Linked DNA regions of Triticum aestivum: region 2 is linked to region 1. The links are chromatin contacts, called in public Hi-C maps. All regions are on one chromosome and are shown on one strand. Each heading gives the region's core, a stretch centred on a gene start, on an enhancer-like site or on the middle of the called end of the contact. The rest is flanking DNA. Distances are from core to core; before and after follow the strand shown. Region 1 holds the start of LOC123112459. Region 2 holds the start of LOC123116433 (RING-H2 finger protein ATL39-like).

Evidence for each region. Hi-C and Micro-C count contacts between places; a contact is called where the count stands out from the background.
Region 2: a Hi-C map of leaf shows a contact between it and region 1, with 10 times the contacts expected there. The contact joins the promoter of LOC123116433 here to the promoter of LOC123112459 in region 1. A contact is called at or near these places in 3 of 5 Hi-C or Micro-C datasets (leaf and root) and 1 of 1 datasets of contacts at active chromatin or transcription factors (leaf).

What each region holds. Positions count from the first base shown.
Region 1 is chr5B:460,167,063-460,173,838 of IWGSC CS RefSeq v2.1, forward strand. LOC123112459 reads left to right here and starts at 3,535. Exons shown (of 12, transcript XM_044533446.1): 1 at 3,535-4,209; 2 at 4,339-4,427; 3 at 5,170-5,230; 4 at 5,340-5,459; 5 at 5,829-5,960; 6 at 6,052-6,159; 7 at 6,271-6,665; 8 at 6,771-6,776. The coding sequence starts at 4,366.
Region 2 is chr5B:460,387,338-460,394,029 of IWGSC CS RefSeq v2.1, forward strand. LOC123116433 (RING-H2 finger protein ATL39-like) reads right to left here and starts at 3,259. Exons shown (of 1, transcript XM_044537389.1): 1 at 2,301-3,259. The coding sequence starts at 3,095. The coding sequence ends at 2,388. It overlaps LOC123112464 (chaperone protein dnaJ 10), which reads right to left. Exons shown (of 10, transcript XM_044533450.1): 9 at 6,530-6,673; 10 at 5,549-5,984. The coding sequence ends at 5,883.

The sequences.
Region 1 (6,776 bases), core at 2,285-4,784:
CAGTTTGGCATGTCTGTCAAGTTTGCCATTTGAATGATTTGCCATTTGGTCAGTTTGGCATGTCTGTCAAGTTTGCCATTTGGTCAGTTTGGCACCCAGAATGATGGATGCATATTTGGTCAATTTTGGCACCCAGAATGTGAAGTTTGGCATGCCCGTCAAGTTTAAACAATGCCAATTGTGCTGAATCACTGCCTTATCTACTGATCCATTTTGGTCAATTTAGGCCAGAATGATATAAGAAAACAATGATCACACACCCAGAATGATATAAGAAAACAATGCCAACAATGCCTTTCAATAAGACAAAACAGTGATCACACACCCAGAATGATATAAGAAACAACATATTCATCATAGATAACACAGGGTTCACCAAAGCATTTCAAGTTTGACACCATTACATCAGACTAAACCAAAATAAACATGGTTCAACATAGCATTTTCCACTGCTGACACCATTACATGACACATAACTAGGACTGCCAACACATTAACTAGGACTGCCACCACTTCAGACTGCCAAAATGAACCTGGCATCACCAGTGCAGCATCTTCATCTTCACTTCTTCACCATGAATAGCACCAATGCACCAAGGCCTAACATCACAACAACTGCAAGCAGGAACTTCATGAGCATCACCAGCTCTGTACCAATCTTCAGCAGTGCAGCAGCTTGCTGCCTGGTCATGACATTGCCACTCATGAGCATCTCTCTCTTGGACTTCTTGTTCCAGCTTGTTGATCCATTCATGTAGGTAATCTCTTGTGCTTTCAGAAGTTCCTCCCTGCGTTCCTCAGCCGCACCAATAGCATCCACAACGGCATCACCGACCATATACTTATTCTCCACGAGGTACTCCACGTACTCCAATTCCCAACGCCAGAACTCACAACTCACCTATATCCCAAAAGGACAAGCCAAGGTCAAAAACTCCAATCTTTGGATCTATCCCCATGAAAAGCATATGAAATCGAAGAACTAACCCCATGATTTTGGCACTTGTAGAAGACCCAACCGTCGTGCTTCTCAGTGGTGGAGATGTACATGCGCACCTTCTCCTTGCAGCCTCCGCAGCGGATCAGCGGTAGCGCCAACGCCCGCCGGCGGACAGCAGAGGACGACGAGCTTGCGACAGACATGACTGCCAGACCTTGCGGGGGAAAGCAGCAGAGAAGAACGAGCTCGCGGCAGCCCGATTCGACGGCGGCGACGGTGGTGGTGGAGCAGAGCAGAGCGACAGAAGCGGAGGGGGCGAGGGGGATTTGAGAGGGGCGTCGCGGGTTAGGGATTTGAGAGGGGGCGAGGGGGATTGGGGATTTTGGTCATTTCACAGAAAACCCCTCCATTAATCATTGGCTGAATGAGAGAGCACTACATGGCGGTCAACAGTTGGTCAAACTAGGCATGTACGCACCGCATACGTGCTACAGTGACCGTATATTCACGTCCCATCGTATTTAGTGACCGTAACGAGCGTATTTCAAAGTTGGATAACCGTACCGTGCTTTCAACGCAATTACAATGACCGTGGGTGTATTTATCTCAATCCACGATGCTGCAGTGCTGCCGGGATGGGTAGACAATGGACCTGATACTGATAGCAAGCAGATCCTGTGCATAGCAGCAAGCACAGTGTAGGTAGATGGGCCCCAGCCTCGGATCCGCCACCGACGCGCAACACACGGCCGCACGCACAGGCGGCGCGGCGCGCCGCTGGGGCGGGGGCGAGCCAGGTCGCATGCACGCAGCATACGCAGCAGGCCAGCAGGGCTGGCTCGTCGGTCCACCTGGTGTCACCAGCCACACGTGTACGTACTCGTCCATCGCACCTGCACAACTTGGCCGATCCATGCATATTGATTGGCGGATTTCCTGTCCTCATCACACGTCCAAGTCGTCCCAGCGCACCACACATCATTGAGCATGATCACAGTTCACAGATATTAACTGATGAACTGTACCCATCAAGGAGCCATGATATGGACTACTGTAGTATCGGTAGGTGGGTGGCGGATGGATGGCTGACTGGCTGGTCCCGCGCGCAGATCGACATGGGCGGCTGCCACGCGACCACGCACCGGCCGGCGTCTACGCAGTAGTACGTGCATGCCCTAGCTCGCCCTAGGTGCATGCACGCGCGCGCGCGCCGCGAGTTTCACCGACGCGCAGATTGCAGCGGCGCCGCGGGACCGGCCGGCTCTTCCGATCCGCTTCGCGCCACGCTCTGCCGCGTGCGTCGGCAGGCAGGCGGAGAGCGAAAAATCCAGGGAGTCGGCGCGCGTGCGGGGTAAGCGGCCGGCCCCGTTCCCGATCTCCGTGGCCTCACCCGCACGCACGAACTTGTTTATTCGCCAGAGACACATTACGTACGCTGTAGATGCTCGCTTTCTTTGGTTTCTTTCGCCGTGGTTCGTTTGTTTACGTACCCTACTGAACGTATCACCCGCGGCCGGCGCCGGCGGCATAAAATAAGCCAGTTCGCGGATTCGGTGCTTGGCCTCGACAATTCCCGATCTATTCGGATCTTTCTTTGTCCATCATCCCTCCCTCCTCTCTTCCGAGTTGTGTCAAGCACCGGCGCGGACTCGCATCCCGTGCTTGTGCGTGCCCCGTAGACGCACCGGCGCGCCCCGAGCACAAGCGGGCAGGCAGGCAGGGGCTCCCGTCGTCGCCGTACTCAGTGCCCGATCGGAATCGGAATTTACACGGCCTGGCCCATGCCGGCAGGCAGGGCTGTGGTCACATCGGAATCTGGACAGTGACGCGCCGCCCGTACCAGTTCGCCGCACTGGCAGGCAAGCTAGATGCCAGGAACAATCACGCCGCCTTTGGCATGGAGCGCGAAACGGGTACCGTGACAAGGACGGCGGAACCAAAAGATCGCTGGGGTTCACGCCGGAGGTAGCGAGTCACGGGGCGAGCCTGCGTGTCAGCCCCGTGCGTGCCGCGCAATCTTGGTTGGATTGGCTGGATCTGGATCGGTACATTAGTACAAACGCGCCGCCGGGCCGCACCTTTGTGATGACCAGCGAGTGAAGGATCCATCATCAACTAGGGCACTGGTGAGGGCTCGCTCGACGCAACGCCAGCCAGCGTGTTTGCTTGCGTTCCACAGAAAGGCGCAAGCCGTCTTCCCTCCCCCTCCCGCACTCATAGCATCAAAGGAATCTACGTCTCCTCCATCCAAAGGAAGAAAAGGAAATCCAAGCGAGGAGAAGGTTTCTTTCCCGAGAGTGGATAGTGGATGAGCAACGAGTAGAAAAATGTGAAACGACCAAGCCATATGGGGTGGGTGACGGAGGGCGGATGATGATTGGCAGACAGAAAATCTGAGGAAATATGCATTTTTGGGGCGGCGATGGAACAAACGATGGAAAAGGCGGTGGGATAGGTGGCTCCGGTCGGATCACGCTACGTTTCCACAAGAAAAACAAGGAACATCACCACACGCAGTCACTCATTCATTCAGCCTCACTCACCTGCCCTCCAAACTTTGCCTTAAAAAAGAACCAGCCCTCCCACCCCCCCTCGCTGGGCTGCCACCCCACCAGAAGAAGCAGATAATAATACTCCACTCATTCTCGTATCTTCTCCATCAAACAGGAAATACCTTCTTTATTAGCCAGCGCAGTGAGGTAGGAGAGGGATTTCATTTCATTTCATTTGATGCTCCTCCTCCTTCCTCCCCCTTCCTTGCTTCCTCTCTACTCACCCAGCGAGCGAGCGAGCTGTCGATCACACGGCTACGGCGGCCTACGGCTTAGCCTTTCCCTCCGACTTTACCTAAAGAATTAGAGAGGTTGATGCCATTGTTCGATTCTCTCGCCTTCCTTTCTCCTTCTCCCGGCGCCTTTTCTGCCCGTCTTTTCCTTGCCCACATTCCTCGCCTCGCCTCGCCTCGTGGCGGCGTGGCCTATCTCCTCTGCTCCGCTTGCTACTAGTACTAGCCTGTACCGTCGGCAGCAAAGGGTTATTCAGTTGCTCATTTTCTCCGTGATCCGTAGCCGCCTCCTCTCTCTCTCTCTCCGTCCTCCATTGCTCTTGGCTGCCGACTGCGCCTTCTTCCTGTCGCCAACATCCAAGAAAGCTTCTGCTCTTCTCTCAGTAAGCTTCTGCGGACAAGGCGGCCGGAGGAAGCCGAGCCACACGCGGAGCGCAGCCTTGATTGCTTCACCCATGGACGGCTGACCCTACAACAGCTCGAGGTGAGGGATCCCCTGCCCTGCCGCTGCTAGATTCCTCCCTCCGCCTGGACGGATTCATCGTCGCCGGAGCGCTTGCATTGAGAAATGGGAGTAATCACGTGGAGGTGACGCGGGGCATGTGCTTGGCAGGTTTCTCGCCGACGCACGCGGCCGGCCATGGAGAGGGCCTGGAGATCGGGGGCGCTGTCGGAGACGGCGTCCTGCGCCGACACGCCCAGGTCCGCCCACTCCTCCTGCAATCTCCAGCATCGACACTCACAGAGGTTAGCACCTCCTTGCCAATTACAGACATAGTTTCCTCCAACACTTCAATTGCTATTTTCATTCATCAGTAATAAAGGAACAAAAAGATTATGGTTTGGTCATTTTCAGTAAGAATTAAGAATTATATACATGGACCCATATAGGAGGAAATCATCCTTATCGTCCGTGAAGAAAAACAGAGTAAAAATGTGAAGAAACACTGCAAATTGACACCGAACTTAAACTCTAGAGACTCCGGTCCATAACCAAGTACGGCGTCCAGTTCAGTTCGTCGCCCATATATGCATACAGAACACTTAACAATTTTGCACTGTTTAGTTGAGCAACTTATTATTCTGTGTACTGTATACTTGTACGCGCCAACCATCCTCATCACATCTCATTCATCTCCTTTACACCGCCCGTACGGCGCCCCTGTGCAAGGATGCTCAGCCTTCATTTTCTGCACAAAATGGTTGACTCACACACTGTGCAACGAAATTAATGGCAGACCCACTTTCACCTGCGTGTATGCATGGATTCCATGAATGCATGAATGTACTAACAAATACAGAATTAATCTATCGTGCAATGTTTTTTATATTATTATTATTATTTGAAAATTTTGGCATGGAATCTGATCAGACGGTAATTATATTAGTTGATTTTGGCGTGGAATCTGATCAGATGGTAATTATTCCTTGTGTGCCGTTTTAGCATGCTGAGGACACGTGAGGCTGCAGTGGACATGTCGCCGCGATTCTCCTACTGCAAGCCTGTGAGTAAATTGGATTTGTCTCACAAACTTTTCGACATTTTTACTCTATGTTTCTTTCACCATTACGCACAATTTAACCGGTAGGCTGTGGTTTTATCACATATTGCAGACCATCAATCGAGACAGCAAGATGCTCCACAGAAGGCACTCGCTTAACTTGCCAGAGCAGTCGTTGCCTGGCCGTCACTCCAGGAAAACAACGGAAAGGACTCAAAAGGCCACTTCAAAGGTTTGGTTTACTGCAAATCCTGGCACATTTGTTTCAAATACGCCGCAAGGTTTTTGTGTTTTGTTGAAGCTGAAGAAACTATGCAGAGACTCGTGTCTTATATCTATGCTATGTTTTTATTCTGGAGTAGTTTCTTTTCCATGAGTAGTCTAAGTAGGGTAATACACACTTTTAGAAAAACACGGTAGCACCACTAATCCATGAAATATAATAGCCCAAACACAAACAATTTGGTTGCATACTCAACTGAAAAGTGAGGAAGGCATGGGTGTTCATCTGTACCTTTCGGGTTTTTTCCTTCTTTGTAGAAAGCTCATCTGCACCTTCAATTATGCCTGTGTTCTTAGCCGTGACCTTGCAGTTCTGCAGTCCATCGCAGATTTAGCTGGGGAGATTGCGGCCCTCGAGCAGGAAGTCATCCGCAAGGAACTGCATCTGCTGACCCTCTACAGAAGGGCATTTGATCAGCATCTATCCGATTCCTGCAGTTTTGCGAGCGAGGTACATAACTCAGGGTGCTAGGCAGATGAGTACATTTGATTCATGACAACAGTATGAAGTCCAGTATGCTAAGATTAATGCCATAAAACAGCAGGTGGATCAAGAAGCAATTAAAAGTATTGATGAGGGCGCGCTTCGTTTAAGAGATATCAAGCAATCTGCAGCCTTCAACTTGCCAACTGTCTCAGATTCTATGAGTGTATGAACTAGAAATCTCCCTTGATTGATTATTTTCAGCATTAATTACCCATCCAAGCAACATAATGTTCCTATCTGGAAATATGCCTGACTCAACTTTGGCATCTCACAGGAGGTATTGTCAAGACCGGCTTCGAAGCATTCTAGCCTAGTCAACTTCTTGAATGCTTCTATTTCAGACTACGTACCCAAGATCTCTTGCAAACTATCGGAGGACATCCTCGGCTGCATTGCTTCGGTCTACTGCAAACTTGCAAGCACGCCATCTCAAGATGCCGAGTCCGTGACTTCACCGAGTCATTCTGTTTCATCTTCAAGTACCTTCTCGCCGAGGCGTCGTAATGACAGCTGGAGCCCTCGGTACACCTTTGATGCCACCACAAGCCCTCGCCAATATCCATCCGGAAAAGAGAATAGTGAGCAAAACATAGGCATGATCATTGTTCCAAGGATACATATAGATGCTGGCAAGTTTGAATATGCGTCAAAAATGCTGGAGACTATCAGGTAAGCAACAGAAAAAAACAAGAGGAACATTGGTTTTTCTGTACTGGAATTGAAGTTAAGAAAGATGCAAGGCTTCAGCTGATAAAATATTTCTACTGCATCCAGGTCCCT
Region 2 (6,692 bases), core at 2,009-4,508, 220 kb after region 1:
TTTGGTGGGCTGGTGACCTCCTCCTCTCCCCCTACTTCTCCTCCCTTACCACCCTTGCCAGCACTCCCTCCCACTCCTTCCTTCCTCCATGACAAGCTATCACTACCACTTCCAGATTTCCCACCCGAGCGGCTGTACCCATACTGTCTGTTTCCTCCCCCTCCGTACCCTCTTCCCCTCCAGTTTCGGTCCTCCTCAAGTGCTGGTCTTCTCCTACTGATATCAGCCCTTAGCCAAGGCCCAAATTGTGTCGCATCCCCTCGTTTCAGCTTGATGGAACAGTCTTTTGCTACATGACCAATGATACCACATGTGTAACAAAAATCAGGAAGGAATTCGTATTCAAAGCGACACCACAGCCCCTCCTCCTCTTCTTCCTCCCCGCCATCAATACTCATCTTCTTCTTCCTCCTAGTTACCCCATGTTCATCTTCATCATCAAGCGTAAACCCCCTCATTATGGGTCTATCAATGTTCATTCTTACTTTCACCCTCATAAACTTCCCGACAGCACTCCCGTCCACTCCCGCATCTACCTCCACAAACTGCCCAACTAGACCTCCGATTTCTTCTGCGGACTCCTCATTCATCATAACCAATGGCAGATTAAATACTCTCACCCAAATTGGGATATCATTGAAATCATAGTCCTCGATCCTTTTTCCTGGGTCAAAATCCTCCACCACAACCAGGTCCTTGTCGAACATCCAGGGACCGTCCTCCAACGCTTTCCTCTTCCCCGACTCCTGCTTGAACGTGAACACAAAACGATTATCCCCAGCTTCTTTGCAATCAATCCCCTTGATTGGGCACCAGATCCGTCCAAGGGACAGGCAGATCGCTTCTGCATGGGCTGGTTTCTCGGACACCACCCTCCCAACCGCTTGGAGATCATTCGCCTTCCCCTTTCCTCTACTTGCCATTCGGATCTTCACGCCCTTCTTCTCCTCATCCGACAGTTTGAGGCTACGCATCATCCCTGCTACCCCCTCCATTCTTCTTCCACCCGCCAATGACTCCCTACGCCGCCTAGGGTTTGAAGGTGTATTACGACCGCGACCCCCAGGAGATCACGGAAGGCTGTTGGAGTGGATGGGTTTACGACGAGGCACGCGAGCAACCTGTAGATCACGCTCAGGGAGGAGATCACCGGAGACTGCGATCCGATCGAGCCACGGCGACGCGGGTTCAGAGACACCCTACCCTGATCGCCTCCGTGATCTTCGGAGCGATACGCAAACCGTCACCTACGGACAGACCCTCGCACTTAATGAAACGTTTTCTGCTTTGGTGCCATCCCCCAAATTGGGGGGTGGGAGGGGGAGATTTTAATGTTAGGAAGTTTACGTAAAGTGTAAGTAGCTCTTAGTAGATGTAGGATTTTCGCTCCCCCAAGTTATACAATTACAGAAATGTAGGTACAAAGTTTTTGGAAATTGCTTTTGAAGGCTGAGCTCCATGAAAGCCTTCAAATGCAAAATTCAAAATTTATGAAAATTCATATTTTTACATTTCAAAAAATTCTGAAAAATATATAGAGATAGATGAAGGCATAGTGCACAAGTATGTAAATTTTCAGGACGAAATATGTTGGAATGAGGGCTGTGCAAAAAAGATAGATCTGGGGCTTTTTAACACATGATGTTGTTCATCCTCCCAGACCATGATTTTTTTGTACAGGTCGCATTTCATTGTATTTCATTCTGAAATTTTACACACATACGCCTCACATCCTTATTTTTACATACATTTTTTTCTTCAGATTTTCTTGAAATTGATTTTTTCAAAAAATCGGCCTCCACGCCGTTCTCCAAAGTTTTCTGCTCTCAGATACTATTCGTACATCGTATTGTCAATTCACAAGATCTATTAGTTTAAAAAAATCACAAGATCTTTTTTTTCAAAAATAATTTGGATCTATTATTAAAGTCCACCAAGAATACAAAGCATCTCAAATATAATAAAAATTACATCAAGATACTGAGACCACCAAACAATCACTACCGTGCCAGAATGAGTCGCCGCTCCTCTATCGAAGCCGGCTTGACCATGTCAAGGACAGTCGGGAAGTCTTTGTGCATGTGCCTCTAAGAACCAACGCCGTGGAGCCGCAGCCGTCGTCGCTAACCCCTTAAATAGATCTGAAACAACTGACACCCAAATTTCGCCACACAACAAAAAACACTAACCTCGCCGCCCCAAAAAGACGGCAGGAATCACAAAGATCTGTTTAATTTATGTAGTCTCAAGTCTCAGCATCTATATACAGGCGGAATACAGAGGAATGCACAAGATTTACAACACGAAAGAGGGACGATCCTACTGTGTGTATGGGTGTCGTGCAGAGAAACGACATTTTCTAGCCTAAAAAAACTTATACACATGATCTACACCGTCGGCGAAGCACCAGCAGGCGGTTTCGTCTCCCCTGTCACCACCGGCGGCGAAGCATCATGATCATCAGCCAGCGGTCCCGTCTCTGCCACCGTCGCCGCCACCGCAGGCAATTCATCCTCAGCAAGCGTTCCATTCTCCACCGCCGGTGCTTTGGTAACAACCTTCCGTGGCGGCGAGAGGTCGCACCGGCAGAGAGGGCAGCTCCGGTGCGAGTGCAGCCACATGTCGATGCACTCCACATGGAACACGTGCATGCACGCCGGGAGCCGCCGCACCGTCTCGCCGGCCCGCAGGTCCTCGAGGCACACCGAGCACGCGGTGTCACCCCCCGACTCAAGGTCGACGTCGCCACCGTCGTCGCCGTACGCGAACGTGGGCAGGGCGTCGATCGCGGCGCGCCCGAGCCCGAACCGCCGGGCCGTAGCCGCCGCGGCCGCCCTGGACTGGTCTCGCTCCGGCGCGCCCGCGCCGTCGCTTGGCGCGCCGCCGCACCAGGTGTCGGGCGCGAAGTGGTCGACGGCGCCGAAGGCCACCAGCGCGAGGCTGGCGAACGCGAAGGCCTTCCAGGCGCAGCGGAGGGCGACGGCGAGCACGCAGAAGAGGAGCAGCCACGCGCATGTCGCCGCGATGCCGTAGCAGGCGCGGCGCCCGCCGTGCTCGCCGCCGCGGAGCGCCAGCGCCATGAGCCTCGCCAACATGGTCACTCTGTCAGACCGACCCGCTCCTACCGCCCGAGTCGCTACGGTCAACTGCAGCTGGACGAGGTTGCTTGCGGTGGTGGTCCTTGGGGGAAGAAATAGAAATAGGCGGCGGTTGAGGATCCAGGGCGCGCGGTGGTGGGGTGGTGTTCGCGTCCGGGGAGCGCGGCGGCGGGCGGAGGGGCGTGGGTTGGCGCGCGGAAGATAAGTGGTGTGTTACAATAAGTTCCTGTTAGTTTTGGTCAAGCTTTAGCTTGATGCGCCGGCCATTAGCTAGCTAATTGCCCGATTGTTTGACGAGGAGGGCACGTTTAAGGCTAATAAAATGGCCCGTTGACGGCACGGCTGAGCTGACAGAGACTGTGTTACGCAGCGCAGGTGATACGTTTCTTTGCTTGCCGCCGCGGATAGACTAGTAGTAGGAGTAGCACACATCGTTGTGCGGTACTGCTACCACCTTAGACCTATAGCTGGGGTCAACAATGGCCGACGTCGCCAACGAAAAGGAAAAGGAAAAGGCCAGTCAGTATGATCGCCTTCGCTATAGCGGAATGACAGGATTCGTTAAGACAAAGTCCACCTTACTCGCCTCAACTTGTCTCGCTCACATTACAACCTGTACCCCAGTTTGATTCAGTTTACTCCACCACGAAAACTCTACAAACCGTTCACAACTGTTGAGATATGCTCCCCCCGTCCCAAAATACTCCCTCCGTGTTTCTTTTTAGTCAGCATATAAGATTTGGTCAAAGTCAAACTTAGTAAAGTTTGACCAACTTTATAGAAAAAAATATGAACATCTACAATACTAAAGCTATATGGTATGAAAATTAATTTCATGATGCATCTAACATTATTGATCTCATATTATGAAACTTGATATTCTTTCTATAAACTTAGCCAAAGTTAACAAAGTTTGACTTTGACCAAATCTTATATGCAGACTTAAAAAAACGGAGGGAGCAAGTGACTCAATTTTGTATACTAACTTTCAGAGTTAGTACAAAGTTGAGTCACTTATTTATTTTGAGACTGGTGGAGTATGATTCTCAAAACAAAAACAAAAAAACTGTCTGAGATATATTGTCCATCTCTTTCCATCAGTTTGAACTTTCAAATGAAATTGACTCAAACATGAATTCAACAACCCATCGCTCCCAGTTGACCCTTTTTACATGTTTGACTCGTGCTTCGTGTTTGTCAACGGTGCCACACCATCTGTTTTCTCTCTTGTACTCCTACTCCCTCCGTCCGAAAATACTTGTCATCAAAATAGATAAAAAAGGATGTATCTAGAACTAAAATACGTCTAAATACATTCCCTTTTATCCATTTTGATGACAAATATTTCCGGACGGAGGGAGTACTAGCTTGCACAGCTGGCACTGCACATGGCACAGCGATGTCGTTGGCCACCACATGAATCACAAAGCCAGTGGGCGAGTCGTGCGTTACGGTACTTGACTTTGTAATACAATAATCCGTGAAATGAAACGAGTAGTAGCTTGCAAAAACCTCTTACATTGTGGGACGTGAGGGGGTAGTTAATAACAACCGGAATTTGGTCACCGTCGAGACGATGCTGTGTCTTGCCGTGCCGTGCCGTGCTCGTGCTAGTTCGACAGTGGTGCTTGTTGCTTCAGTTCACGGTGCTGCCATCTGCCCGCTCCAGCTTTCAGAAGCTAAACTGAGTAACTGGAGCGTCTCGACACGCGCCCCCGCTTCAGCCTGACGCCGCAGACATCGTCGTTGCTATCCCCGGCGGAAAACCACCACTTGTACCCTCCCCTCCCTTGCCGGAGGAGAAAAGAGGCCCCGTCCACACTGATCTTCAGTGACTCCGCCGGCGGTTTGCACCGTCGGGCAGCACGGGCAGAAGGCGATGGCGCCGGCTTGCCGAGGCGCTGACAGAAGGAACCGACAACTTCACAGAAGGGCGATGATGAGCAACAGTTGCGTCTCCTTGTGCCAACCAGAGTTCATCGTCGGCCACAACCATAGCCCCGAGCAGCAGCAATCTGGCAATGCTCATAGTCGGCCACTCACCAACATACCTAAGGCCAGTTTGCACTTCAGGAATGTTGACACATTTCTCACAATCTGATAATGTCCCCATAATCATCCAGTCGGCAAAAAGCCGGGCAAAATGGCAGATTTTTACGGGGCCGCATAAACTGCAAGTAACAGATAAGAATTGATGCAGTAGAAAGTACAATAAAAGGAATGGATCATACCTACCACAGAGCTTTCCACATTAACACGTTTCACAGCACTCGTTCAAACAACTGAATGAATGAGACTACACAAGCTTGTAGTAGAAAATTGTACAATGCAGTCACTGTACTTTCCACACACACAGAGATAATTCAGATATATAATCTGGCATCACGAGAGCGAACACTTTCAGGTACCAGGAGATAATCCACAGCTATTTTGCACAAATGGGCCATAGATTAAAACAATTATGCGCCCATAGACACAAGGAAAAAATATATGTGATGTGATATAGTTTATGTATACAACAATGCCGACCGGTCGCTGCCCCGACAACCCATCAGAAGCAGCACGACACGCCTGTACACAACACGGGGACCCCGTCGACGTATGGATCATTTTAATCGATCGATTATACATCCGAAGAAAGCAAATTGATAATACCCAGATGCTTCTTCGCTCTACTATACTAGTGGCACAAATGAACACCATGTGATCATCTACTAACACAAGCAATAATATTGTACAAAAAGGATGACCCACGGAAAAAAAAGTTGGTGGCCCTGGAGCGGGTCATGGGACAGGATCCCTCTGCGCACCAGGCGGAGCGGTGGGCATCGGGAAGTTGAACGGGCTATAACCGCCGCCGAACCGAGGGGCCTCCACATATGGGCTCTGGACAAAAAGAAGAATAACATTTCTGAGCCTTCTGTTTGATGGAAGCATATAAGCATTTCTACTGTGAGTTGATGAAGAGAGTTGTGTGTGTCAGTGTGGAGGTACAACCAATGGAACAAGCAGTGATAGTGAGTTTGCTGATATGCGAATCAACATCATTTTTTCTTTTCTTTTGGCGGCTGTCAAAAGTTTTGTCGGTTAGGTGATGGATAAAAGATAATCTTATTTGGCAGTTAAGTGTTGGCCTGTTGGTGATGGGTCTAGAGCAGATAGCTAAGATCATTTGGAAAGCTCACCATACCTGTCAATCTGTCATCTGATCTAGTGTGATGGTAGTAATAAACCGTGTTTGCATGTAACGAAAAATTGGGTTAACTAAAGCTTGATACAGCTTGAACTCAATAGATCATGACAAAGTCCATTTTGGAATCTAATTTTGATTTTTTTTATCTAATGATAATTCAGCAAACAGCCATGTATACAAACTTGCATTTTAATATGCTACACATGTCACAACAATGATCTCAGAAGATGGTAGGCACCTGAGAATATGGTGGGTTTGCATCGAACGGCTGCACCCTGGGAGATCTTGGTGATGAATCCGGAGAGGTACCAACATTATCATCCGAATTATTTATCGTATGCTTCATTGTTGCTGCTTCTCCTTCACTATTGAGCTTAACACGCTGTGTCGAAATAACCCAA